Linked DNA regions of Mus musculus: regions 1, 2, 3, 4, 5 and 6 are each linked to region 7. The links are chromatin contacts, called in public HiChIP or PLAC-seq, Micro-C and promoter capture Hi-C maps. All regions are on one chromosome and are shown on one strand. The core of a region is the stretch at or near the end of the contact, and the rest is flanking DNA. Distances in the headings are between cores, read along the strand shown. Region 1 holds the start of Fam160b2 (family with sequence similarity 160, member B2). Region 2 holds the start of 1700092C10Rik (RIKEN cDNA 1700092C10 gene). Region 3 holds the start of Dmtn (dematin actin binding protein). Region 4 holds the start of Gfra2 (glial cell line derived neurotrophic factor family receptor alpha 2). Region 5 holds the start of Nkx3-1 (NK3 homeobox 1). Region 6 holds the start of Dok2 (docking protein 2). Region 7 holds the start of Egr3 (early growth response 3).

Region 1 (3,353 bases), core at 490-2,989, 520 kb before region 7:
TTTATTTACTAAACACCTCACCATTTAGAGTCAGGAGCTGAGGGCTTAGAATGCAGCACAGAGCGCTTGCTTAGCATGCATGAGCCCTGGGCTCTCTTGTTAGCAGTGGACACACCAGGCATATGCCAGATCCCAACACTAAGGAAAGGAAGATTGGGAGTCCAAGGTCAACCTCAGCTACACAGTAAGTTTGAGTCTATCCTGGTCCATATGAGACCCTGTCTTGAAAAAAGAAAACAAGAGTTGACTTTACAGTCATGAAATCAATGAACAACAAAAATATCTGATAATTAAAAAAAAAACAATGTGTCAACTCTGTTTCCTTTTCCTTTTTCATTTTCAAGACATGGTTTCTGTGTCCTAGAATTTGCTCTGTAGACCAGGCTGGCCTTGAACTAGTAGAGATCTGCCTGCTTCTACTCCCTGAGTGCTGGGATCAAAGGCATGTGACATCAAGTGCAATTTACATGTTTTTTTGTTTTTTTGTTTTTTGTTTTTGTTTTTTCGAGACAGGGTTTCTCTGTATAGCCCTGGCTGTCCTGGAACTCACTTTGTAGACCAGGCTGGCCTTGAACTCAGAAATCCGCCTGCCTCTGCCTCCCGGGTGCTGGGATTAAAGGCGTGTGCCACCATGCCCGGCCCAACTCTTGTTTTTAATGTCTCACTATGTTTCTAAGACTGGCCTGGAATTTATAGTGCAGCCCAGGTATGGTAACACAAGCCTATAATCTCCAGCCTTGGAACAAAAATAATGGTGAGTTTTAGGATATCCTGGATATTTAAGATAGATGTAAGTAATTTAATCATTTATAATTTATGTAAATACCTATATACATTTACATAATTTTTATATAATTTATGTATTATTTATCCATCTATCTATTTACTTATCTGATACTGAGGATTGAACCAAGAGCCTCATGCAGCCCTTGTTTTTTATTGTTTGCTTTGGTTTTTGTTTTAAACAGTTCGTGTCTTCAACCTCTCTCTCTCTCTCTCTCTCTCAGTGGTGTGTGTGTGTATGTGTGTGTGGTGTCAGTGTGTTGTAATTGTGTGAGTGGTATGTGTGTGTGTATGTATGCATGTATCTTTGTGTTCGGAGTGTGTGTGTCAGTGTGTGTGTGTGTGTATGTGTTTGGTACGGGATCTCACTACCTCCTTGAATTGTTGATACTACTGAGTGCTGGGATTGATTGCAGGTGTACCCCAATTGCTTTCTTTCCCTCCAGAGCGGGGGACATGAGACAGATTTTGCTGGGACTCTTCGGATCAATTCCTAATCAAACAGCAAACCTTAGAGGACATCTTTTCCAATAACGACCTTTTTTTTTTTTTTTATAAAAGTACTGAACAACAGGGTGAAATTAATATTAGCCATAACCTATTCCAATATTCCTAATCCATTACATTTAAACATGTCGTCAATTCTTCCCACTATGTCTTTGCCTTCTGGAGTGTCCTTGACACAGCTTGTCAGGGCCAGGTCATTTTAAACACTCCAGAGCCGTGTGTGTCCAGGGCTACTGTGTTGGTAGGATTGTGAGGGTGCACGAGGAATTAGAAGTCTCTGGGTGTTACTCAAAGGAATCTTAGGTCATCAGCTCCCAGGGTGCTCCCCACCGCCCTCCATCAGGACCTGCCCAGCCCTGGGCTTAGAGCGCCCCCGAGCCCTCCGGCAGGGGCGGGGTTTCAGAGCCGGGTCCCGCCTCCCGCCCGTTGGGCCGCCTCCTCCGCCACCGCTGCGCCGCCACCGGGAGCCGGGCCGCGAGCCGGGCCGGGCCGCCATCATGCTGAGCCGGCTCGGGGCACTGCTGCAGGAGGCCGTGGGGGCGGTGAGGCCGGGCCCTGGTCGGACCGGAGGGGCGGGCGCGGGCAGGGGGGCGGGCGGGTGAGGTGCGGGCCCCTTGGGCAGGGCCCCTCCCCTGGCCCCGACGCCGCTTCCGGGCTTCGTCTTCGGGTACAGTCCCGCGTCGCGGCCGCCAGGAGCGCCTAGCTCCGGGGTTCTCTCCAGACCGACCGGCTCCCTCGATCTTGCGCCTCGCTCTTCTGATCCTAAGCCCGACTCTCGTGATCCTGAGCCATGCTCCCTTGATCCTGAGTCCCGATCCCTCGATCCGGCCTCCGCACTGCTTCCTGTTGTGCTTCCTGTGTCCCACTCCCTGACCTGCGACTCGGTCCCCCGAGCCTGCGCTCCGCTCGGCTTCTTTAACGTTCCCTGTGCCTCGAGAGCTTCCGCTAGCTTTGTAACTCTTCTCTCCCCAAAGGTTCCCTTGTCACCAGCCCTTTCTCCCAGATCTGCCCCCACGCCTCCTCCTCCGCCCGGCAGCCTTCCTTTCTCGTTCCTGACGTTCCTCCATTCCTCCTCACCTGGGATTGACAACAGCCTTCCCCTTCCTCTCTTAGCTGCCAGACAACTACTGGGAGCAGGGGTTCCCGCACTGAGTTCCCTCTTAGCATGGGAGTTGCAGCCCTGAGTGACATAAGTCCCAGGAAGAAGGTGATAGAGACCTTTGCAGGGGTGGGTGGTCGCGAGAACCCGGAAGTAGCCCTCTGCAGGCTTATCTCAAGCCACTGAGCCAGCTGACCTTGAGTTAGGGACTTCAGCCTGCCGGAGGGGCTTTGAATGGAAGAGTTGTTTCCATGCAAAGCTAGCTTGCTTGCGCTCTCTCTTTTACCTTCTCTCTCTCCTCTCTCTCCTCTCTCTCTCTCTCTCTCTCTCTCTCTCTCTCAGTTTGTGTTTAGGCCCCTTTTTTCTGGAAGTGCATGTCCCTGGTCACTTCATTCAGCAGCCTTGCAAGAAGCTATTTGAAAAGTTAATTATTTTTTTCTCATTGTATAAGAACACTGTCTAATTGATGGGTTTAGTCTATCAAATTGTGTCCTGAGAAACAATCTTAGGTCTGACGCCCCCCCCCCCCCCCCAGTCAGAACCTTCATTGTTTTTGGTGTTTGGTGTTTGTTTGTTTGAGACAGGTTGTCTCTATGTAGCCCTGTATTCTTTAACTCCCTCTGTAGACCAGGCTGGCCTCGAACTCAGAGATCCACCCGCCTCTGCCTCCCGAGTGCTGGGATGAAATCACCATGCTAGGCTGCTATTGTTCATATCAATTGGCTCAGCCTTAGGAGAACTGGTTAAAGGAGAGGGAGGCACTTCTGTAACCTCCCCTCCCCCCACTGTCCAGCTCTGCTGTGAGGAACAGGGCCTAGGGTACCCCCAAGAGGGAGTTTCCAAAATGACCTTTTCACCTTTTCTTCTCCTTCCTGTCCCAAATAAAAACAAGTGTCATCTTAGAAAGCAATCTGATACACTAATTCATCCTTCTGGACACAGCTCAATTGTCAAGGAGGGTTGG
Region 2 (3,241 bases), core at 612-3,111, 910 kb after region 7:
GCAATACTGTAGAGCAAGCAAGACACTCCAATTGAAAGCCCCCACCCCCCAATTAAGCAAAGGCAGTAAGCACAACCCCTTTAAGTTCCTCTTCAGCCAGATCTACATATCTAGCCCCAGGCTAGTAATAGGTTCCAAGCCCCCATCAGAACAAGAGCCCCCACACAGGTAAATCCAAAAGCAAAACCGATAATAGAAACTTTAACTGTGGGATCTCCAAAATTATGAAATTTATCTCAAACAGATCATTCAAGTGGAATACTGAAAATAAACTCAGTTTATTAATGAGAGCCCTGGGTTCGATAGAACATAGCTTCCGTAGGACAGAGGGGACTGAATAAGGAGTGTCATCTGGCTTCCTTGAATTTCATTTTTACACAACAAAAATTGATTCTTTACTTTCTCTCACAACAATGGACACATTAAAGGTTAAATCACAAAACCCAAACCCAGTAGACAAACAGATAAAAAGGTGTTAGCACCCTATGCCCTCTTAGAACAATTAGAGAGCCCTGAGCCCTGCTTTGAGGAAAGGGCAGATTCAGATGGGAAGGCAGGTCCCTTGTCTTTTTGGTGAAGTTTATCAGATGACCCATTTCCCTGACCAAAAGCCCTCAGCCAGGCTGGGGTGGGACCTGGGTGGCTGTCACAGTGGTAGAGGACAGGTCGCCATGAGTTTCCAGTTAAAGGACCTCTGGGTGGGCTGGGGCTGGAGCAGTTGGGAGAGAAACAACCTTTTCTAGCAAAGCTAAAAGCAACTCTAAGTTAACAGACCCATGCCCAGGGAACTGAATATTTAGTGTCCACTACAAAAAAACCATACATTTCTTTTTGAACGGAAGAAAATTTAATGTTCTCTTTTGGGGGGCCAGTGATAAACAGCCTCACGTCAGAGGATAACCCCGAAGATTACCTATTACTAGGCTAGACTGTGGCCTTGATTATCTGTGGTCTGGCTTGGTAGGGTAGGCTGGTTGTGCCAAACTATTTCCTTCCCCACCTCAGTCTGGTGGGAATACTCAGAAGGGCCCGGAGGCTGGGTGAGAAGACAGTCCATTTCTTTCTTTCCAGTAGCAGGCCTTCCCTGCCTATAAACACCACCTGGATTATTATAGAAGTAGCCAGATTACAAATTCCTTGTTTGCCCCTTCTCTTTCCACAAGCTAAGGATGGGTCCCTGGACTGCTTGCCCATGCATTTTTGGACCAAGATCCACGATTCTGAGGGGGTCATCTCCAACTAAGGTTCCCTATTCTTAAGCACCCCCAGGTTCACTCGGAAAGCAACACACACACACACACACACACACACACACACACACACACACACACACGCGCGCGCGCGCGCGCATGTCCAGATAAATCAACATGCTCCAGGATGGTTCATCCAGGAAGGTTCAGGTTAGTCAGGTAAGGGCAGTGGTGATGAGGTAGGGGGAGGGGAGCTCTCATAACCTGGCTCCATCCCCTCTTTGTGGTTATTAGAGGGGCGACTGTGGGAAGAAACATCCCAAAATTCAAGGACTAGAAACAGAGAGGTTGCCCTTTGAACTCCTAAAATGAGGGGCGGTAGGATGGGACCCCAAAATATGCACTTTCTCCCTCATTGACGACCCACTCCCTCAATAACACCTGTAGGAAAGAGCGCTTACTTACGTGGCTCCCCCACAGGATTCGAGCCCATCTCCAGGACTGTCTCCCAGGTGCACCGAAAAGGGACTGCTTGTGCCCTGTCGCTGCTCTCAAACCATCCGGATTCCTGGTTCATTCTTAGGTACCGAGGCTTTACTGGGTTCCTATGCAACTCCCATTGTGACAGGGTCTTGGAATCCTTCTGTTGGCACTCCAGCCTGAGAATGTCAGCTACCGAGAAAGGGGTGGAGGCCACAGGACTCGACAGCATCTCGTAGCCGAGGGGCGGAGCTGGCAAGTTCTGGACCACAGCCAGGTGTCGCACCCCCAACTTCCTCTTCTGTAGTGGCAGTCCTAATCGATTCTGGGATGCACACTAGGTCCTGGACCGCGCCTTCCCTTGACTGGGGCACCAGGACCGGGTGATAAGATCGCTGTCCTCCATTGGTTCCCACAGAAACCACGTGCTAACCCTGAGCCTTCTTACCCAAAAACTGGTAATTTGGGCCGTTCTGTTGGTCCTCAGTCCCTCCACATCCTTTTGGGAGGTTTGGTTCCTACTGAGATTTCTCAACAGTGTACAACAGAGAGCTCCCGAGGGGTCCGGTCTGAGGGGAGCCTGCTAGAACCTGCTACCTGGATTACCTGGATGGCACTTGTGGGGCTATTTTAGGGCAAGCAACCCATCTGTTTTTCCCAGTTAACCCCTTCGAGGAAAAGGAAAATCTGAGGATAGAAAGCTGGGGAGTCCCCAAGATATGACAAGCCCGTGGTTCTCAACTGGTGTAAAGCTGGGTTTCTTCTCGGGATACTAATGACCAATACAGCCTGAGGAGCAATTCTTTTTGAGTCCAGCAGCGCCAGGGTCTTGTCACTTGACAGGGAAGGCAAATTGAGTTGGGGGAGCTCTGGTCATCTTTAAGTATTTCTGGATTGGTTGGGAAACAAGGTAAGCTCTTGCCCCAGAAGAGTAGAGATAAGTTCATTTCATCTCTTCCCCGGGATTCTTCCCCTTTCTCTTGCCTTAAAGCCTGTACAAGCGTGTGTAAGTGGGGAATTTTACCCAGTCTTAAATCTTCAGAACTGGGACACAGCTTGGGCATAGTATAAGGTGTCTCCATGGTGTGCGAATGGTTAGGAACACGGAGAGTGTGAGCAGATATGATCGTGCAGAGACAAAGGACGAACATCTCGTTTTCAGGAGGGTAGAAGTGTCCACTGGAGGGATAATAAGTAAAACAACGTGTAAACAAGAATTCTCCGCTGCTGGAGCTCATGCGAAGGAGATCAACAAACCGGGTTTTGGTGTTACATTCCCAAAACAGGATGGGAAGATTTTTTTTTTTTAAGATCGCTTAAAAGAGAAAAAACTCACTATGAGATTTAAGGGATTTTCAGATAAAATGTTTTTTAAATCTTCTCACGAAAATTTACAGTTACACAAGAGACCTAGATGTTATTTCCTGAACTCTCCATGAAAGGAACTCACCCACCCCTTTCCAGTCAGAAAACACAAAAACTTAAGAAATTTATTTCTTGGAAAGGGGCTGCAAACATGGAAGTGGAGATCAGTGGACCACTTGAGGGTGTTAGTGCATCCTAGGAATCCC
Region 3 (3,680 bases), core at 694-3,193, 550 kb before region 7:
GAGGCGGAGAGGAGATGCGCTGAGGGATGGAGGTGTATGTCACCGCAGAGGCTGCTGTGTTCCTGCCCCACGCCCCGGGCCCTTGAAGGTACTGAGAACCCTCCTTCATGCTCCCCTCCTCCTGGCCCTTTCCCTGGACTCTCTCTTCCCCTGCCTCATAGGCTGATTTCTTCCGTCAGGCAGGGACGCCCCTCCTGGATCTTTGACTCCTACCCAGGGCTCTTAACCCACCTCATTCTACACTCCTGTCTACAGCTCTCCTTTCTGACATCATCTCGTTCCCAGCATACCTCTGGAGACCCTTATACTGGAAAACATGTCTCCTGGAGTGGGGTCTGGAAGGGACTGCTAATCAAGGGATGAGGAAACTAGGCAGGAGCAGAGTCAGGAATCTGAAGGGCCTGCCGAGTGTCAGATCCCTGGGTCCTTGGTCTTCCAGAGGGATGGGGAATGCTTAGGAGTAGGCCTCCCTCCCCACCACTCTTTCAGACCCAGACTGGGGCGGGCAGGCTGGCCGGCAAGGGTGGGGTTGAAGGGACAGTGAGAGGCTAGGCTGAGGACAGGGCTAGCTATGGAGAAGGACTGGTAGCTCCTCCTCCAAGGCTGTGTCCCCTTCCTACACATTAAAGGTATACCCCACGCAGATCTCCTTGGGACTGGATGTCCCTCCCCTAGCCCAGGTGGGGTTTTGTTTGTTTGGTTTTGTTTCTGTTTGTCTGCCCCTTCCACAGGGCCCACAGTGGCTGCATCCCAGCAGCTAAGCCTGGATTCCCGGTCCTCCTTCCCCCTTTCACGGCCACTCAGCTACCTGCCTTCTGTCATTTCTCCTTCTGCCCAAGCCACCTTCAGGTTACAGTCGTCCCTGTCCTCTGCTACTCCAGATACACCCCTCCCTTCCTGTCTCCTCCAGTCCTCTTTTCTTTGAAGACGGTCGGTCGGTCGGTCGGTCGGTCGGATGCTGAGGCCATAGTCTTACCTGTCTCCTTCAAGCCCCTCCCCCTGAGATTTTTTTTTCCATTCAGAAACCCCAGAGCCCCCTCTCCAGATCCTAGCTTTGCCCCAATAGCTGCTGCTATCATCAGCTGACCGGCTGTGGGCAGTGGTTACCAGGGCAACGGCAAGGCTGCCTAGGTAGGCAAGTCTGCAGCCGACATGGAGGTGGGGAAGAGGCCAGTTAGTGCTAATAGGGGTTAGAGGGCTAGGCTTTCTAGATGCACCCCAAAGCCAACATTGGAGGCCTGGAATGGTTGAAGTTTTGCCACAGAGAGAAGGCATGTCTCTTTGGAATATGGATGCCATCTGATAGAAAGCTTCCTTTTGCAAAAACAGCTTTCCTGGGAAAAATCGGTCCTTCATTCTCTCCCTGGCCCCTACTACGATCCCCAGGGGATCAAGTTTACAGAAAATCCAATCTGAATCTGATGTATTTATGACCTGGTTCCTTCCATCCTTCTATCTGTCCTCCTCAGAGAGGGTTAATGTTTGGATGGCCAATTCGGGTGCCCCTGCTGTTCCCTGTCCCAGAGGTGGGGGGATCCCCCACAGAGCCTCTCATCTGCTTCTGGAAGATGGTGGAGCATTATGAATGGGGTTTGAATTGCAGGTTCTTGGAGAGCCGGGTGGGCATAGCTCCCCTCAGTTATCAGTAACAGCCGCTAACTTGAACTCTGCTGGAGAGGCTCTGAGTGTGGATATTGCAGAGCCGGGATATGGGAAAGGGGGAAAACGCAGCGCAGCCGATTCTGCTTCGTCATGATGCCAGCGAATGAGCCCCTTGTTTGAAATGGATCAGCTGCAGCAGCAGCAGCTGAGATGAACTGGACCAGCAACACGCCCAAACGCACACACTCACACACCCTGGGGCCCGCCACTATCAGTTGTTGGTGGGGAGGGGCCCGGGGCCCGCCCGCCCAGAGACCGCTCCTCGTCCTGCCCGCCCACCAGACACCAGACTCGGACTCCCCAGCTCCGGGAACCCAAGCCGGTGGCTTGCAGAGCAGCAGGGGACTGGTGAAGCGGGTGGGGGTTCAGGAGGGAGATCAGACCGCTGAGCTGAGACCAGCTCCCCTCCTTCGCCAGCTCCCACCCCACCCACCCACCCTAAGCCGGCTTTCTTCCTGTTATTTGTGCTTCGTAAAGCGCGGCTGGGTTCCTGGAGAAGCTGCCTCTTACCTAGATTCCTGAGAAAACGCGGCCACCCAGTCGACCAGGGCCTAGCCTTTTGCTTCCTGGGGCTTCAGAGAGCCTGGGCCCCACTGTCTGGGAGGAGGTAGGTGACAGGGTCTTTTGCCTCTCTTTCTTTACGTAGGTATTTTGGGCTGTACCTCTGGATCTGGCCATGGTTTTGGGTGATATCAGAGATGCTAGGACAGGGTCAGCTTTGGAAAATGGTCAGTGGGAGAATAGGCCTAGGTGGCCAGACAAGGTGCTCAGCTGGGTTTGACCCGATCAAACTCCCTTTTTATTTGGGAGGAAGGATCTAGGCTGTTGCCGTGCAAAGAGTCCATATGGGCCCCAGCATTCCCTTTCATGGACACCCCCCCCCCCAAGCTTCTGTGGCCAGAATTTCAAGGGGTGGGAGCATGGGGCACAGTCTGTGGAGGGAGCTGTTAGCTTTTTGCTGAATGATGCAAGACATCTTTGGCAGCCTCCCTCCCGCCAGGCCAGGTGCCCTCTGGAGTGGCAGGGGTCCATTGAGGGGGCCAAAGCCGCTGGTTTCCAGCCCACTCTGGAGCCCCTCCTAGCTGAGGTTAGCCTGGTTAGGGTAGGGATTCGTCGAAGAATGAGGCTGTGTAGCAGGGTGTGACTGCAGAGCTTAGCCTGGCTCTCTGCCTGCGAGCAGCTAGTGTACTGAGAGAGACTGGGTGCTGAATAAACCTGGAGAGCCCCGGGGGTCCTAAGGGATTCCTTTCTCGGCACCAGACACGCCATACTCCTTTGCTGGGCAGGCACACCTGTGCGTCTCCTCCCAGAAGACTGGTTGCCAGGCTGTAGGTCTAAGACAAGCAAGGCAACGGTGCAGTGGGAGTGGAGGGATGTGGGGATGGGTCAGGTGAGGGCACTGGGAGTATTGGGGTTCACGTGCTCAGAACAGGGATGGGTTCAGCAGGCCATGCCAGGGAGCTGTGAGCACAGATGACGGGTGCCAAGGGGAGGATCAGTGGGTGGGTGCAAGTAGGTGTCCTTAGCACCATGTGTCATTGTGTGGGGGTCTGGCAGGGAGAGTGGGCGAGTGCTCTGGCAAGGAGGGCGGCAGAGTCCCTGTGTGCACCCATGTGCAGTTCTGTCAGCAGCCATGTGTTGGGCAGAGCTCTTCTGTCTTCTGCATGTATGCTCCTGGGAGTCTTGTCTCCATACAGCTAGTTGGTCTTTCTGAGGCTAGGAGAGCATCTGTCTACCCACTGGTGGGCAATGTCTGCAGAATTCTTTCAGAGCTCACGTGTGGGGAGAGTGGAATGGGGACCTCTCCTGAATTCTAGAATCTGGATTTAGGGTGGGAGTTTCCTCTCCTCCCCAGATCTGCCGATCCAGCTATATATACCTCAGGACTCAGATCTATAAGGAACGTGTTTGGACAAAGCAAGCCTGAGCAGTGGAGGGACCTAGCTAGAAAAGAGAAACTTACCTCTTCTGAGGAAAGAGCACAGAAATGGCCACTAACTCGGTCAAGAGGGGAACCT
Region 4 (3,314 bases), core at 85-2,584, 810 kb before region 7:
TAGGAGGTGACTACAAGGACTCCCCGCAAACGTCCAAACCAAGACCTCCTGCCGAAACCCACTGACTCTGAGAGCCTTCCAGAAAGGAGGGGCAGGCTTGATAGCGTCCCGCCAGCCTCTCCCCATCCTTCCTTTCATTCACACCAACAGTTGCATTTTTTTCCTTCCTAAGTTGTTGCAAATTGAACCCATTATTTTGAGGGAAATGAGCGCTATCACGGCCTGCAAGTAAGAGTGTGTGTCGGGGTGTGTGCGCGCGCGCGGCACGGGAGTGCGTGCGGAGATGGTTTGAATGTTGGAAGTCTCCTTCTCGGTCCTCCGCGCAACCAGCTAGCCGCTGCACAGCTCCCTCCTCTAGAGCCTCCCAGGCAGTTCGGCTCCCCGGAGCCCCAGGCCCGGGCTCCCAGCCTGGCGCGATCTCCCGGTGTCTCCCACGGCGCCCTGCTTGCAGCCCCCAAGCCCACCCCCGCATGCCCAGCTTCCAGTGGGCGACTGAACGCGCGCAGCCCCTTGTGACCCCCAGACTCGCCACCTGCAGGTACTCACCTAAAAAGAAGAAGAGGCAGAAGGCGTTTGCCAAGATCATGTTAAATAAATCCCACAGTTTTGTGTGTATGTGTCTTTCTCCCTTAGGTTTAAAAAATAAAAATAAAATAACAACGGTAATAATAACAGCCAAGCAATGATAACGACCCCCAAATCCAATGCGGAGATCCCGCCAGGCGGCCGCCGGTTGAAGATCCCGAGTCCAGGGATTCTCGCTGCTGGCTGGAGGGGGAGGGGTGGGAGGCGGGCGGTGGGCTGCCTCTCGACGTCCCCCCCTTGCCACTGAAATCAAACACACGTAGCTATGTGTCTGGCTGCCTTCTAAGCCAACAGCCTGGTCCTGAGGTCAGCCCAGCCCTTCGCTCTCGCGGCCGGGAAGGCGCGAGTCCCCGTGGGTCCAATTCCCCTGCACTTCCCAGGAGGGGACTGGAGAGGTGGGGGCGAGGCGATCTGAAAGTGAAGGACTGGAAGAAAGCAGCGAGGGAGGGGGGTCAGAATAAATGCAAATAGGAAAGAAATCCACCGACGGATGGGAGCAATCCAGTAGAGCTTCTAGGACGGGAGACCAGAGTCGCTTCTTTGGCACCAAGACGAAGAAAAAGATTCAAAATAAAAAAAAAAAAATCTTCTCCCGCTATCCCTTGCTTCGGCTCACTTTTTCTAATGGAATTCCAGTGCCGGTGTGCCTGTGCTTGCGTGTGTCTTTCCTCCCTTCCTCTCTCCCTCTCCTCTCCTCTCCTCTCCTCTCCCTCGCTCTCGCTCTTTGCTCTCGATCTCCGCTCTCCCTCACTCTCCCTCTCTCTCTCTCTTCCCCTCCCTACTCCCTCTCTCCCTGCTCCTCCCTCCGCCCGCCTGCTCCCTCCCTCCCCCTTCGCGGCTTCCTCGCCTAGGCTCTCGCGCCTCGCCCCTCTCCTCTGCTCGGGGCTCAGCGCCCCGGCTCCCTGGCGGCTGGCGGCGCAGCGCGCGGGAGCGCGGCGGAGCAGCTACACTCTGCAGCAGCAGTGGTAGCGACTCGGCGGTGATGGAAGCTACACCGGAGTGGCGCTGGCGCCCAGGAACACTGGCCTAGGGGTGAGCTCCACCGCTGGCTCCCTCGGCTCAACTGCCCGCCCTTGGGACCAGCCTGCTGCCTTGGCCGGAAAACCGACTAGATCCCCCGGCCAGTGTCCACGCTCAAACCAACGAAGCCTCCCGCCCCCTCCTCTCCATGCAATGTCTCATCCTGGCTAGGTGAAGGCTTGCGTTCTCCAAGTGCTCCTGCCCCTGCACTGGACCCCCAGAGCCATGAGGTTTCGGAAGCCTGAACGAGGTTAGGGAGACACTGAGGCCCGGGTGCTGGAGCCATCCTAGAGGCATGGGGGCAGGGCAGTAGAAAAACCCAGGCGTGGTGGTCCAGGTCTGAAAAAGAGAGCACCACTCTGCAAGCTGATGTATTCCTTGTGGGGAGCCGTTCTGAGAGTCTTCCCAAAAGCACTAGGGAACCCAAAGACGCCCTTGTAGGCCAACCCTATCTCCCTGGGTCTAACCCCGCGCTCCTATTCGTGTGTTCTGCATGCAGAGCTCAAGAACTTTTACCGCACACTAGTGACTCGCTTGCCACCCCACCCCGCGCGCGCTCCCCAACACACAGGCACACACACCAGCTCTGCAGCCATTCCAGACACCTCTTCCCCAGTTGGTCTCTCCTCCCCTGGACCAGAGAGAAGATTGTCTAGGGGTCCCAACTTCCTCCTCCAAGGCCAGTGAACCAGCCAGAACTGCGCGGGAAAAATCCAGCCCGGGTTGACACCCCACCCTACTGGGGAGCCCCAAAACAAGGGACACTCAGGCCTCTGCTTCACACCCCCTCCCCGCACACAGAGATCTCCTGGACTCCCTAGAGCTAGTCGGGGAACTAAGGCCACTCCCGGTTCCCGAAGCTGAGGGTGGAGACCCTTCCGGATGGAGACTCCTCCCCAAGCCGGGAAGGGGGACAATTTATCCATCTGTCTTTGGCCCCAGCTCACCGGCGTAATTTAGTCATAGAATTTACAATAAAAGCCCAGAAGCCCCGAAAAAAGAAGCGTCTGGCTGGAGAAGGGTTGAAGGCGAAGTGAGGTTGCTGACCGAGGTGGCAGGGCGGCAGACAGGCAGTACACATGTCTCAGCGCCCTCGGGATCATACAGCCCACGCACACCCGGCACCCTAGTTCCACGCTTTTCTCTGACACACCTTCGGCTGCCCTGGCATTTCGCACTCCTATGTCTTGCATGCGACTCCCGGAGCCAGGTTTAGGCGATGCTTCGTCAACTTTCCACGTTGCCAAAAAAAAAAAAAAAAAAAAAAAAAAAGCTGTCACCATCTCAAGCTTATTTGGGAGTGTCTTCTAAAATACATTGTTAAATATTAAGGCGGTGGAATAAAGGAAGTGGTAGTGTGTTTAGTGTGAAGAGAGGGGGTCACTCACAAAACCAGCAGCCTTAGCTGCTAGTGGGAAAGCTAGAGGGAGCAACTTCCATCTTGTGGATTTAGGCGGGAAGGCACAGAACAGGCGTTTCATCTGGCCATTGGGAGACAACGATCCTAGACCCTACACCCAAAAATAACACCACTGTGACAGCTGGGTAGGGGAGAGTTCCAACGAAAAGTGCCTAAGCAGCAGCAGGGGAGCGTTGGCTTCTCTCGTCAATCCTCCATCCCTCTGCTGTTTTTTACTTCCCAGAGTCCCCTAGGTTCTTTTCAAACATTGGGGAACTTACACATCTGATGTAGGTTAGAAGATGAAAAG
Region 5 (3,408 bases), core at 496-2,995, 890 kb after region 7:
AATAGTCACTGCCCCAGATCTTTCACCTGCCCACCAGAGAAGAATTGGAGTGTTCCCTGGGAACCCCCAACAGTTTGCATCTGTACATTTCTTGCTTCCGACTCCTTGACATCAGCCACTGTGGCTTTTTCCCAGAGACCCCCAGGGAAGACAGTTTCTGATATATGCAGTTATCAGCAGAACTGTTGCTACCAGAAAGATGGATGCCAGCTGCCCAGACAGTACAGGTAGGGGTAGTAGGGATAGCTAGTATACACGGAGACCAAGGAGGTACTGGGCAGGCTGTCATCTTTCAGGGCTGGCAAAGACAATGGTGAGTTCTTCTCCAAGACTCCCAGGTCTTCCGACAGCTGCTTTCGCTTGGTCTTATAGCGTCTGTTCTGGAACCATATTTTGACTTGGGTTTCGGTGAGTTTGAGGTTCTTGGCCAGGTGAGCCCTCTCAGGGGCAGACAGGTACTTCTGATGGCTGAACTTCCTCTCCAACTCAATCACCTGAGTGTGAGAGAAGGCGGCCCGGGAGCGCTTCTGTGGCTGCTTGGTGACCTGGGGGGCACTTGCTAAGTCCCCTGGATTATGTTCACAGTCCAAAAGATAAGTCTCAAAATGTGCATCTGGAGAAGAACAGAAGGAGAGAGGAAAAGTTACATGTTAGCTCAGAATTCAAACCACCTTTTTGTTTTCTGCTAGTGAACAAAAAGCCCACTGTCATCTGGATACTTTCACTTTGTTTGCAAGACTAAGAAACTACCCTGAAGAAGTGAGCAGGCTTTTTTTATACTATGTATTTGTTTCTAATAATCAGTGTGAACTACATTCAGGTCTTAGCGGTTTACAGTTGATCTTTCTGCCTTGTTGTTTTACATCAGTGAAATGTGGATCCTGGATGTGTGTTGCAAAGAGAGGTGGGTAAGGTGCCAACAGGGAAGACGGAGGCATCGTAGGGACATTGAAGTGGGTGACTGAGATTTGTGGAGATGAGCCAGGTGGCCTGGGATGGTAACCAGTTCATCTCCTGCCCTAGTCCTCTTCCTGTAACTGTGGCTTAGTCACCAGCATGAAAAGTGGTTGGGGCCGGAGGATAAAATTGGACGCGATTCTATTTCTAAAGACTTAAAAGAACATCCATAATTTTATGGCTCGTGGAATGGAGACGAAGGGAACTTAAGAGTGGGCTTGATTTATGAATATTAATGGTTATCGTTAGTTCTAGTAGCCAGTGGTAAATGTCTGCAGCCGCTGGAAAAGAGTCAAGTCGATGGCAAAGTTATTAGTTGCTCTCAGGGTTGATGCTCAAGGTGGCTCGGTGGGGCGGACAGCGAGGTCCTTTCTGTGGCCATGCCCCCACCCCCAACCTCAGGATTCCTGCATCCAGAGCTCGGGGCCATTAGCCCAAGAGCGGTCCTTTCCTGTGCATGGTGCTCGCTTGGTCTACTCCGCTTACCAGACTCGGGTTCAGTCGGTGTCTCCGCGGGGCTATGCCGGATACTTGGTGGGTCCTCCGGAGCCACGCCGCGACCCCCTGCTTTGTCGGGCTCTGGAGCGGAGTCCCTCCTAGGGTCCGGCGAGTGCTGCGGATTGCCTGAGTGTCCCCCGTGCCGCTCCGCGCGGTCCCGCAGGATGTCCTGGATGAGGAAGGAGGTGAGCCGCTTGGACTGCGTGGGTGGCGCTGCCCAAGGACTGCGGCCACCCGCCTCCACCCGTGGCTCTCGGGGCTCCGCTACCCTAAGCATCCCTCCTCCGCTGCGCGCCGCTTTTGCTATCACCGGGCCGCGCGCACTTATAGCCATGCTGAGCGCCGCGCCGCCTGCCCATTGGCCGCGGGGACACGGCTGCTCCCCGATTGGCTGCCGCGGGCTCCAGGTGACCCTCAAGGGGCGAGTCCTGGGCGGATTAGGCTCCAGAGCCCTTCCCTGATGAGCCCTTAACCTTTCCTGGTTTCCCTCTCAAGCCCTTTGCCAGAGAAGCCACAAACGCCAAATTCTTACTGGAATCAGAACTGAGCAGGCAGGTCGCTTCCACCTACCCTAATTGTGTTCAGATAGTAAGAGAGACTGATAACAAAGCCAGATCTACCGAGTCTAAGTTGATCCTAGGTCTGACAATCATGCTCATTATGGTCCCACGCTGGACTCCCAGCTGGACACATCTAGACAACCAGCAGAAGTCTATTAGGGAAGGTCCAAGTAGTATGACAGTGTCTCGTTTACTGAGTTGACCAGGTAGTGTAACACCAGGAAAGAGTATTCTTAAGAAATAAACACTCGCTGGGCAGTGGTGGCGCATGCCTTTAATCCCAGCACTTGGGAGGCAGAGGCAGGTGGATTTCTGAGTCAGCCTGGTCTACAGAGTGAGTTCCAGGACAGCCAGGGCTACACAGAGAAACCCTGTTGAAAGAACGAAAGAAAGAGAGAGAGAGAGAGAGAGAGAGAGAGAGAGAGAGAGAGAGAGAGAGAGAGAGAAGGAAAGAAAGAAAGAAAAGATAAATAAACACTCAAGCTGTGTGTGGGTGACATTTCTTTAATCCCAGTGAAGAGGGGCAGAAGTAGGTGGATTTCTGTGAGTTTGAGGCCAGCCTGGTCTATATAGGGATTTCTTGGACAGCCAGGTCTACATAATGAGGCCCGGTCTTAAACTAACTAACTAACTAACTAACTAACTAACTAACAACTAAACAACTGACAGCACACATGCACAAACCAAACTAATAAAAGAAATGAACACTCTAGCCCAGGCTCCCCATGTCTGTCACTTAAATATCACATGGTTCAGAACAATGCTTTGGATTGCTAAATACGATCTATCTGATCAAAGGAATGTGCTAGAATACAACATTTGGTGGAAACCGAGGAAAGCCTACGCTGATTTTTTTTTTTTAATTAATGGATGCAATTAGAGTCTGTTGTGGTCTAAGGCACCAGGACTCAACTGGAATCTGCTCTGCAGGGAACCTTGTATTTCTGGGGAGAAAGAAAGGGGGGCAGGCCCTTGAGAATACAGCAACTTCGGAGGGAAACTGGGATGGATAACCGGAAGGCCTTCAGAAAAGCTCTCTTCTGCATGTTACCTGGACTTATTTTCCTTTAAAATTTAAATATACATTTTTGATATAGTTACAGGTTCATTGGGAATTGCAAAAATAGCAACTCCAATGTCCCTCATTGTAGTATGTATGTATGTATGTATGTATGTATGTATGTATGCATATAGTGTGTGTGGGGAGTCTTCCTCCAAGGCCCACACATAAATGCCGTTCCCTGCTGAGGTAGTTTGGAGAAGTTTTGGACCTATAAGGGCTGAAGCCTAATGAGAGGTCCTCAAATTGTTGAGGACATAGAGATTGTAGCGCCCCAATTTTCCCCCCTCTCCTGGCCCTGGTGTATGGATTTTCCCACCAGCCTGTGCTCCT
Region 6 (3,261 bases), core at 200-2,699, 700 kb before region 7:
ACCACCTGTCCACAGGAAGTATCTAAGTAACATCGCCCTCCCCTGGTGGCCGCCCTCCCCTGGGCCACTTTGTACCCCTCACCGGGAAAGCCAACAGGCAGATGGCCTGTATCCAGTCACTGCGCTCTGCCGAGGGGGCTGCCAGTAGGTACAGGCGCTCCTTGGTCTCCAGGATGAAGGCACTGGTGTCCCGGGGGCTGCTGGCCTCACTGCCTACCTCTGCTACCCGTAAGCAGTCACTGAGGCGGACAACCTTCCGAGTGGCCTCTCCTCGCCGTGTCTTCTCGGGGACATCCTGGAGCTCTAGTCTGGCTAGGGCACAGCCAGACTCTCCATATAACACGGCTGCGAACCGGCGCCACTTCTGAGCCCAGGTATGCCACGTAGAGGCCAAGTGGGAACCATCGGAGATGGAGAGATGGTCATGAAAGGGGAGAAGAGGAACTGTGGGAGAGGTAGAGGGGCTGGGGCAGCCACACAGGATGGGGAGAATGGCAAACATCACAGCCAGTCAGAGAGGCCCGAGAAGACAACAGAGACCATGGAATGACAGAGCTGACCAAGATCCGCAGGCTAGCCAAAGGCCACAGTAAATGTCCAATGGATGCAGAGTCCAGGAAGATGACAGGCCCATCAGCCAGGTAGTGGGAACAAAAGTCACTGAGCCCAGAGATGAACAGTGAGGGGAGAGTAGCCTAGACCAGGGACAAGTCTTCATTTCATAGGAAGGTTCTGGCTCCAAAATTTCCCACCTCCTCTCCTTTTTTGTCTCACTGATTAAGGAGTTGGACCATGAGAGACAAACAAAGAAACAGAGACCTAGACAGGGTGAGGTGGGTGTTGGGGTAAGCACAGCTGGGTAACAGCAGGAGGCAGAAGAGCTTCCCCTTCAAAGAGGCTAGGGAAGGAAGAGGTTGGAACACCCTGGGGCCACAGCTCAGTAGCAGTCAAAGGTGAGAGGGACCTCTGCTGTCATCCCAAACTGACTGGCCCCCAACTCTTCCTTCCGTACCCGCCCAAGGTACCCCCAAATTCAATACTGAGCAAGGGAACAAAAAGAGAGAGAGATAATGTCAGAATCTGCTTCCTCCCCCACAAGCAAGGACAAACAGCCCTCAGCAAAGAGCGATCCAGAGCCTGGTTTAGAAGGCAAGGCACGTTGAGAAGGCAGACATCTTCCCCAAGTAGTGTTCTTGTCTAAACTGGTGGAGCACATGGTCTCATAAGGGTCAGGGATATTAAGACACCCTTCTACCCGGGATAGTAACAGGGCCCTCCCCCAAGCTGCTCCGCCCAGCGAGAGCCCAGCCTTACTCTTACCTTGCCAAAGGTCTGCTGCTGCTGAAGATGCAGGAAGCCCTGCTTCACAGCTGGCTCCTCCATCCTGACCATCGCAGCTTCAGCTCCCCACTGCCATTGCCTCTGCCCTCTCTCTTCTCTCTTCTGGGCCTGTTCCCCCTTCTCTCTAGTTCATTTCCTCTCTGACTAGAGTTTTTCTACACTATTCTAGTCTGCTTGATGACGACAGGCTGATAGGCCCTGTGGTTTCTTGCTCTGTGTGCGCCTTTTTTTTTTTTTAAGTGCACTTCACGAGCAAGCTTCCTTCCTGCATTTCCAGTGAGTAACATGCAATTTCCAAAAAAAGCCAAATTTCACACTTCTGCAGAAGCTGGTGTGAAGGACTGAGCCATAAGAACAAAGAGACCCCAAAATCAAGTTGTTCAAGAAAGTCCGGGGTGAGGGCTCTACATTCAGGCAGGATGCTGAGTGTGTCAGGGCTGGAAAAGCCCTTTGGAATCAATCACCATAACCTACTCATTGAAAAGAGAAAACTGGGGCTGGAGAGGTGGCTCAGCGGTTAAGAGCACTGACTGCTCCTCCAGAGGTCCTGAGTTCAAATCCCAGCAACCACATGGTGGCTCTGTAATGGGGTCTGATGACCTCTTCTGATGTTCCTGAACGGAGCAATGTACACGTACTCATATGCATAAAATAAGTAAATAAATCTTGAAAGAAAGAAAAAAGAAAGAAAGAGAGAAAGAAAGAGAGAAAAAAAGAAAAGAAAAGAAAAGTAAAGAAAAGAAAAGAAAAAAAAAGAAAAGGAGATAGAGATGGTCTGAAGGGCCTATAAGGCTAACACCCAGAACCCAAGTCTCCCAGCTCAAGCAAAGATGAGCCATATACTGGGTAAATTACAGATAGATAAAACATGTGTGTGTGTGTGTGTGTGTGTGCACGCACACACACACAACACGCACCAGTCCCATTGTATGAAAGTATTTCCTGCCTGCCAAAAACACATACAATACACAAGTCTGTGGTGAATCTAGCAATAAGAACAACATACAATACACAAGTCTGTGGTGAATCTAGAAATAAGAACATTCTCTCTAGAAAAAGATTTCCTCCCCAAGTCTAACTCAGCTGTTGGCTTCCTTCCTCACTTGGGTTCAAGTGGGACTTACCTTAAACTGTGGGAACTTCAGAACTTCCAATTCTTCTATGCGTGCCAAGCCTGGTGTAGCACTGGTGGAGACAGAGCGACATGTAGCCCCTGGTGTGAGCCTCCACAAGTGTCAATGGCTGCTGTGAGAGGGAGACTTGTTTGTGTAGTGCATATTTTCACTCTGAGGAATGTCCTCTGTTTCAATGTTAATGACTCCATGCTAATCAGAGACAGCGTGAGTCCAGGAAGCGAAAGTGAGGCCTGGAGGCAAAGGTGAGGTGGCTATGTCTCCAGAAAAATGGTAAATGCTGAGACTTTCAGGACAGCCCTTGAGGCTATGGGAAAGAACTCTAAATACATGAGTTCAGTATATATATATATATAGTTTCTCAACTATGCAAAATATAGGGATGCGATATGAATTACAAGGAATGAATTCATGAATCTAAAGGAATAAAGGCAGCCACACTATGAGTCAGCTTATCAGGCAGATTCCTGAGCTCCAGGTCAGCCTAGGACAGAGGGAGGTTAGGCCCAGGTGTGGTCAGGGCAGTGTCTCACCTAACTCTCTTATTGTCTGTTCTTAACAAAGGTCTGTCTAGACCTCTGAATTCTTTTGCAATATTAAGAAAAAAAAATGTATGTTTGCTGTCTCCTAAGAATCAAAGGTCTGGGGTCATGGGATGTATACTTGATTATCCTACGAGATAATTGAAAGGGAAACCTGGAGTAAATGACTGGAGTAATATGTAAAATAAAAGACTGGACCTGTGCTCTTCAGGAAATAAATGAATGAGCTATCCAGAGAATTTTTT
Region 7 (3,237 bases), core at 673-3,172:
TTTCCCTGGGGGTCGTGGAAAGACACGGGCTCCGAGTAGAGATCGCCGCAGTTGGAATAAGGAGGCAGCGCCGGATACATGGCCTCCACGTCTCCCTGAGGAGGCTGCACCATGCTAGCCGTGGACGTCTGCGTACTGAGCGCCCCTGAGGCCGGGGGCACCCCCAAGATGCCGGCACTCATGAGGCTAATGATGTTGTCCTGGCACCAGTTGGAAGGAGAGTCGAAAGCGAACTTTCCCAAGTAGGTCACGGTCTTGTTGCCGGGGGCTGGCTGGAAAGAGCTCGAATAAGAGAGTTCCGGATTGGGCTTCTCGTTGGTCAGACCGATGTCCATCACATTCTCTGCGGAGAGCGGGGGAGAGAGGGGAGGGGTGAGTGAAGCCGAGCCGGCTCCCGGCCGCGGCGCCCAGGTCCTTGCCCAGGAGTAGAGGGTGCGGCCGGCTGGAGTGCGCAGCGCGTGGGGTAAGAGGAACGCCGAGCCCGGCGCAAAGCGGGCGGTGCCGCGCTCCCCGGCGCAACCTGGATACAGCAAAATACTACGGATCGGGGTGTGGAGTGGCTCCGGCACACACACCGCACACGCCGCGCACACACTCACGTACCACACACAGACACGCACGCGCGCAAGAGAGCATTGTTGTTCTTCCCGAGGTGGGGCGGACAGGTAGCTGCAGCTACAGGTAGTTTCAGACCCGGAGCGCGCCCGGCTCTCGCTCTCCAGCACACACAACTCGGCCTCTTCCCCCGGCCCTGTCTACTCCAAGACGCCGCGCCTTCATGCCCCAAGCGAGGTCCCCCTACGCGCGCTGAGCCCGGGTGGCCGACCCAAAGAGCTTCGACGCTTTTGTCCTCGGAGCGCAGAAGGGTGCCGCCCGTAAAGGGAGCCTCTCCCGGCCCCAGTCTCCTCCCGGCCTGAAGGAGCTTTCTGCTCGGGCTGGAGGGGAAAAGCCTAAACCCAGCTAAGGAGAGTGGAGAGCGGCGGAAAACCAGCCCATGTCTCCACGGCGGGAGCGGCCGCCGTTCCCAAGCTCCCGGGTCCCAGGATCGCCCCCGGTGGCAAACCCTTTCCCCCGCCCCGTGGGTGAGCCCCCTCCCTCTCCCCACCGTCCCCACACCCCCAATGGCTTTGCTGAACGCCCCGGAAAGGCAGCGTCGCAGTACCTCTCCCACCGTGGGGACTCCACGCCGCACATGGCTCCATCCCGGGTGGGAGGCTGAGGGAGTAAGGAGGGGGGAGAGCGCGGGTGAAAAAGACGCTGGGCTCCTCCCGAGAAAGGGGGCTACAGCACCACGCCTTGCACGCAGCCCAGCGATCGGGCCCCCTGCGTGGGGAGGGAGAACCCCAGAGCTGCTCGCACCTACCTCCCTCCAGTCGGCGGCTGCCCCCACCCGGGAGAACCGAAGCCTCAACCGTGGCGTCTCCAACCAAGCCTTCCCGATCTCGGAGGGCGGGAGGAGTGGGTGGGAAAAGCAACTCGCCCCCCAGAAAATTCCCAGCGCGCCCCCCATCTTTCCATCCGTCTCTCCATCCATCCATTTCTGCATCCATCGATATGTGCATCCATCGCTAGCTCGCTCCCTCCTCCTCGTCCTCCCCCTTTCCTTCCTCGCTGCCTCGCCGCCTCACCGCCACCCTTACCTGTAGCCATCTGATTGTAATGGGCTACCGAGTCGCTGCTGCCGGAGAAGAGGTTGAGCGCGCTGGGGATCTCCTCGGGGTACAGATTGTCAGGCAATTGATTTAGCAAACTGCTCATGGTCACCGGCAGCTTCTCGGCGAGTTTGCCGGTCATAGCACTCCCGAGCTACCGCCGCCACCGCCGCCGCCGCCACCGCCGCCGCCGCCTGTTCCTAACGCAGCTTCCAGGCGAGCGGCATCCGAGAGGCGATCCGTGGTGCAGGGGAAAAGCATGCGAGAGGGAAAGTTCGGAGGGAGGGGGGAGTGAAAAGGGGAAGGGGTGGGTCAGGGGAGGGGATCTATTCTTTTTTGGAGGGGTGGATGGGAGAGGGGCAAAGAGGGTAATCCTCTCGGGTGCCTCGGCTGGTGCGGTGCGACGCTGGGTCGTGGGGGTGGGGTGGGGCGTGTGCGAGGAGTGGGATGGGGGCTGGGCTGGGGGGGTGATCTAGGCTCCAGGGGGTCAGACGCGGCTTCAGTATTGATCTCACAGACACGAGCCCGCCGACCCCCCCCGCCCCCCGATCTGCCACAGCCGCCGCCGCCGCTGCCGCCGCCACCTCCTCTGCTGCTGCTGCCGCCGCCGCTGCTATCACCACCAACCAGCCCCGCCGCTTCCTAGCTAGCTCACTGCTGCCCAAAAGCTCCCAGCCAGGGAACTCCACCAGTCTATTTATCTGAGCCCCGGGAAAGCTCCGTGACGTAGCTGCCCATATATGGACAGACAAAGCCCAGCCGAAGGGGCGCGACGTCACAATGGAAGCTCCTCACAATGGAACATTAGAAAGCAGGAAGCGGGCCGCAGCCAACGTGCAGCGCCCGCACCGCTCTCCGTTCTTTAAAAAAAAAAAAAAAAAAAAAAAAAAAGTCAATTAGATTAGAAAGAAGGAAAGCGAGAAGAGAAAAAAGAAAGAGGGACGAAGCCGAATGCAAAGCGCGCGATGCGCAGTGCACAGTTGAAAAACCCTGTAACTAAACATGTAGGTTTTTATTTGAGGACAGCATTAGAGACAGAATTTAGTCGTTGGAGGAGTGGAGTTGTTTGCAATTGGTCTCCAGCACTCCCAGCATTTAGAAAGAGTTCAGTACACCAGGACACAGGTTCCTTAGCAGTCTAGGAATGGGAGAGGTGACCGCTTCAAGCCAGGCTCCCCCACACAACTTCTGTCTTTCCTTCTTATCCTTGACTGGATTCAGATGGAGAGATGAAGTATTTTCCTTTGGGGAAGGGGTTCTAATGTCCTAAGGCTTCTTATTCTTGGACACTTAGAACTTTCGTGCGGACATCATTCTGATTCACCGCCCGCAGCCCCGGCCCCTCCCTTGGGGTTCCTGACCCCGCGCTGACTCTCAGTTGAGCGCAGTGGCCCGGGAATGTGTAGCGGATTAGCTAGTTGCGCAGTGGGCAAGAACTTTTAGGGGCGAGGGTATGAGGGTTTTGTTGTTGTTGTTGTTGTTGTGGAGATTAGGAAAGAGTGAAGTTTAGGGGATAGAAAACACGTGCACCAAATAATTCCCAGATAAATTCCCTAACGGTTCTAAAGCAAACCCCTTTGGCCAC

What was found. Promoter capture Hi-C pulls out the DNA fragments that hold promoters and counts their contacts. A called contact is a pair of places that touch in the nucleus more often than the background predicts. HiChIP or PLAC-seq counts read pairs in DNA pulled down with a chosen protein or histone mark.
Region 1: a contact with region 7 is called in a Micro-C map of embryonic stem cells, with 4 times the contacts expected there. The contact joins the promoter of Fam160b2 here to the promoter of Egr3 in region 7. A contact is called at or near these places in 1 of 484 Hi-C or Micro-C datasets (embryonic stem cells) and 1 of 115 datasets of contacts at active chromatin or transcription factors (bone marrow-derived macrophages).
Region 2: a contact with region 7 is called in an H3K4me3 HiChIP or PLAC-seq map of embryonic stem cells, with 17 read pairs. The contact joins the promoter of 1700092C10Rik here to the promoter of Egr3 in region 7. A contact is called at or near these places in 4 of 39 promoter capture datasets (cranial neural crest, embryonic stem cells, maxillary cranial neural crest and 1 more), 9 of 484 Hi-C or Micro-C datasets (embryonic stem cells and epiblasts), 5 of 115 datasets of contacts at active chromatin or transcription factors (all in embryonic stem cells) and 1 of 9 other capture datasets (embryonic stem cells).
Region 3: a contact with region 7 is called in a Micro-C map of embryonic stem cells, with 4 times the contacts expected there. The contact joins the promoter of Dmtn here to the promoter of Egr3 in region 7. A contact is called at or near these places in 1 of 39 promoter capture datasets (cranial neural crest), 6 of 484 Hi-C or Micro-C datasets (cortical neurons and embryonic stem cells) and 2 of 9 other capture datasets (embryonic tail and pancreatic islet).
Region 4: a contact with region 7 is called in a Micro-C map of embryonic stem cells, with 9 times the contacts expected there. The contact joins the promoter of Gfra2 here to the promoter of Egr3 in region 7. A contact is called at or near these places in 15 of 484 Hi-C or Micro-C datasets (all in embryonic stem cells) and 4 of 115 datasets of contacts at active chromatin or transcription factors (all in embryonic stem cells).
Region 5: a promoter capture Hi-C map of cranial neural crest shows a contact between it and region 7. The contact joins the promoter of Nkx3-1 here to the promoter of Egr3 in region 7. A contact is called at or near these places in 2 of 39 promoter capture datasets (cranial neural crest and frontonasal cranial neural crest).
Region 6: a contact with region 7 is called in a Micro-C map of embryonic stem cells, with 2.7 times the contacts expected there. The contact joins the promoter of Dok2 here to the promoter of Egr3 in region 7. A contact is called at or near these places in 2 of 484 Hi-C or Micro-C datasets (both in embryonic stem cells).

Annotation. Positions count from the first base shown.
Region 1 is chr14:70,598,221-70,601,573 of GRCm38.p6, reverse strand. Fam160b2 (family with sequence similarity 160, member B2) reads left to right here and starts at 1,739. Exons shown (of 17, transcript NM_194345.1): 1 at 1,739-1,832. The coding sequence starts at 1,788.
Region 2 is chr14:69,170,463-69,173,703 of GRCm38.p6, reverse strand. 1700092C10Rik (RIKEN cDNA 1700092C10 gene) reads left to right here and starts at 1,861. Exons shown (of 3, transcript NR_045931.1): 1 at 1,861-2,128. It overlaps Nkx2-6 (NK2 homeobox 6), which reads right to left and starts at 1,902. Exons shown (of 2, transcript NM_010920.2): 1 at 1,656-1,902. The coding sequence starts at 1,902.
Region 3 is chr14:70,625,328-70,629,007 of GRCm38.p6, reverse strand. It overlaps Dmtn (dematin actin binding protein), which reads left to right and starts at 1,943. Exons shown (of 16, transcript NM_001252662.1): 1 at 1,943-2,269.
Region 4 is chr14:70,888,127-70,891,440 of GRCm38.p6, reverse strand. It overlaps Gfra2 (glial cell line derived neurotrophic factor family receptor alpha 2), which reads right to left and starts at 1,334. Exons shown (of 9, transcript NM_008115.3): 1 at 547-1,334. The coding sequence starts at 586.
Region 5 is chr14:69,189,029-69,192,436 of GRCm38.p6, reverse strand. Nkx3-1 (NK3 homeobox 1) reads right to left here and starts at 1,745. Exons shown (of 2, transcript NM_010921.3): 1 at 1,444-1,745; 2 at 1-613. The coding sequence starts at 1,732. The coding sequence ends at 189.
Region 6 is chr14:70,772,569-70,775,829 of GRCm38.p6, reverse strand. It overlaps Dok2 (docking protein 2), which reads right to left and starts at 1,449. Exons shown (of 5, transcript NM_010071.2): 1 at 1,321-1,449; 2 at 83-364. The coding sequence starts at 1,392.
Region 7 is chr14:70,076,002-70,079,238 of GRCm38.p6, reverse strand. Egr3 (early growth response 3) reads right to left here and starts at 1,922. Exons shown (of 2, transcript NM_018781.4): 1 at 1,641-1,922; 2 at 1-343. The coding sequence starts at 1,794.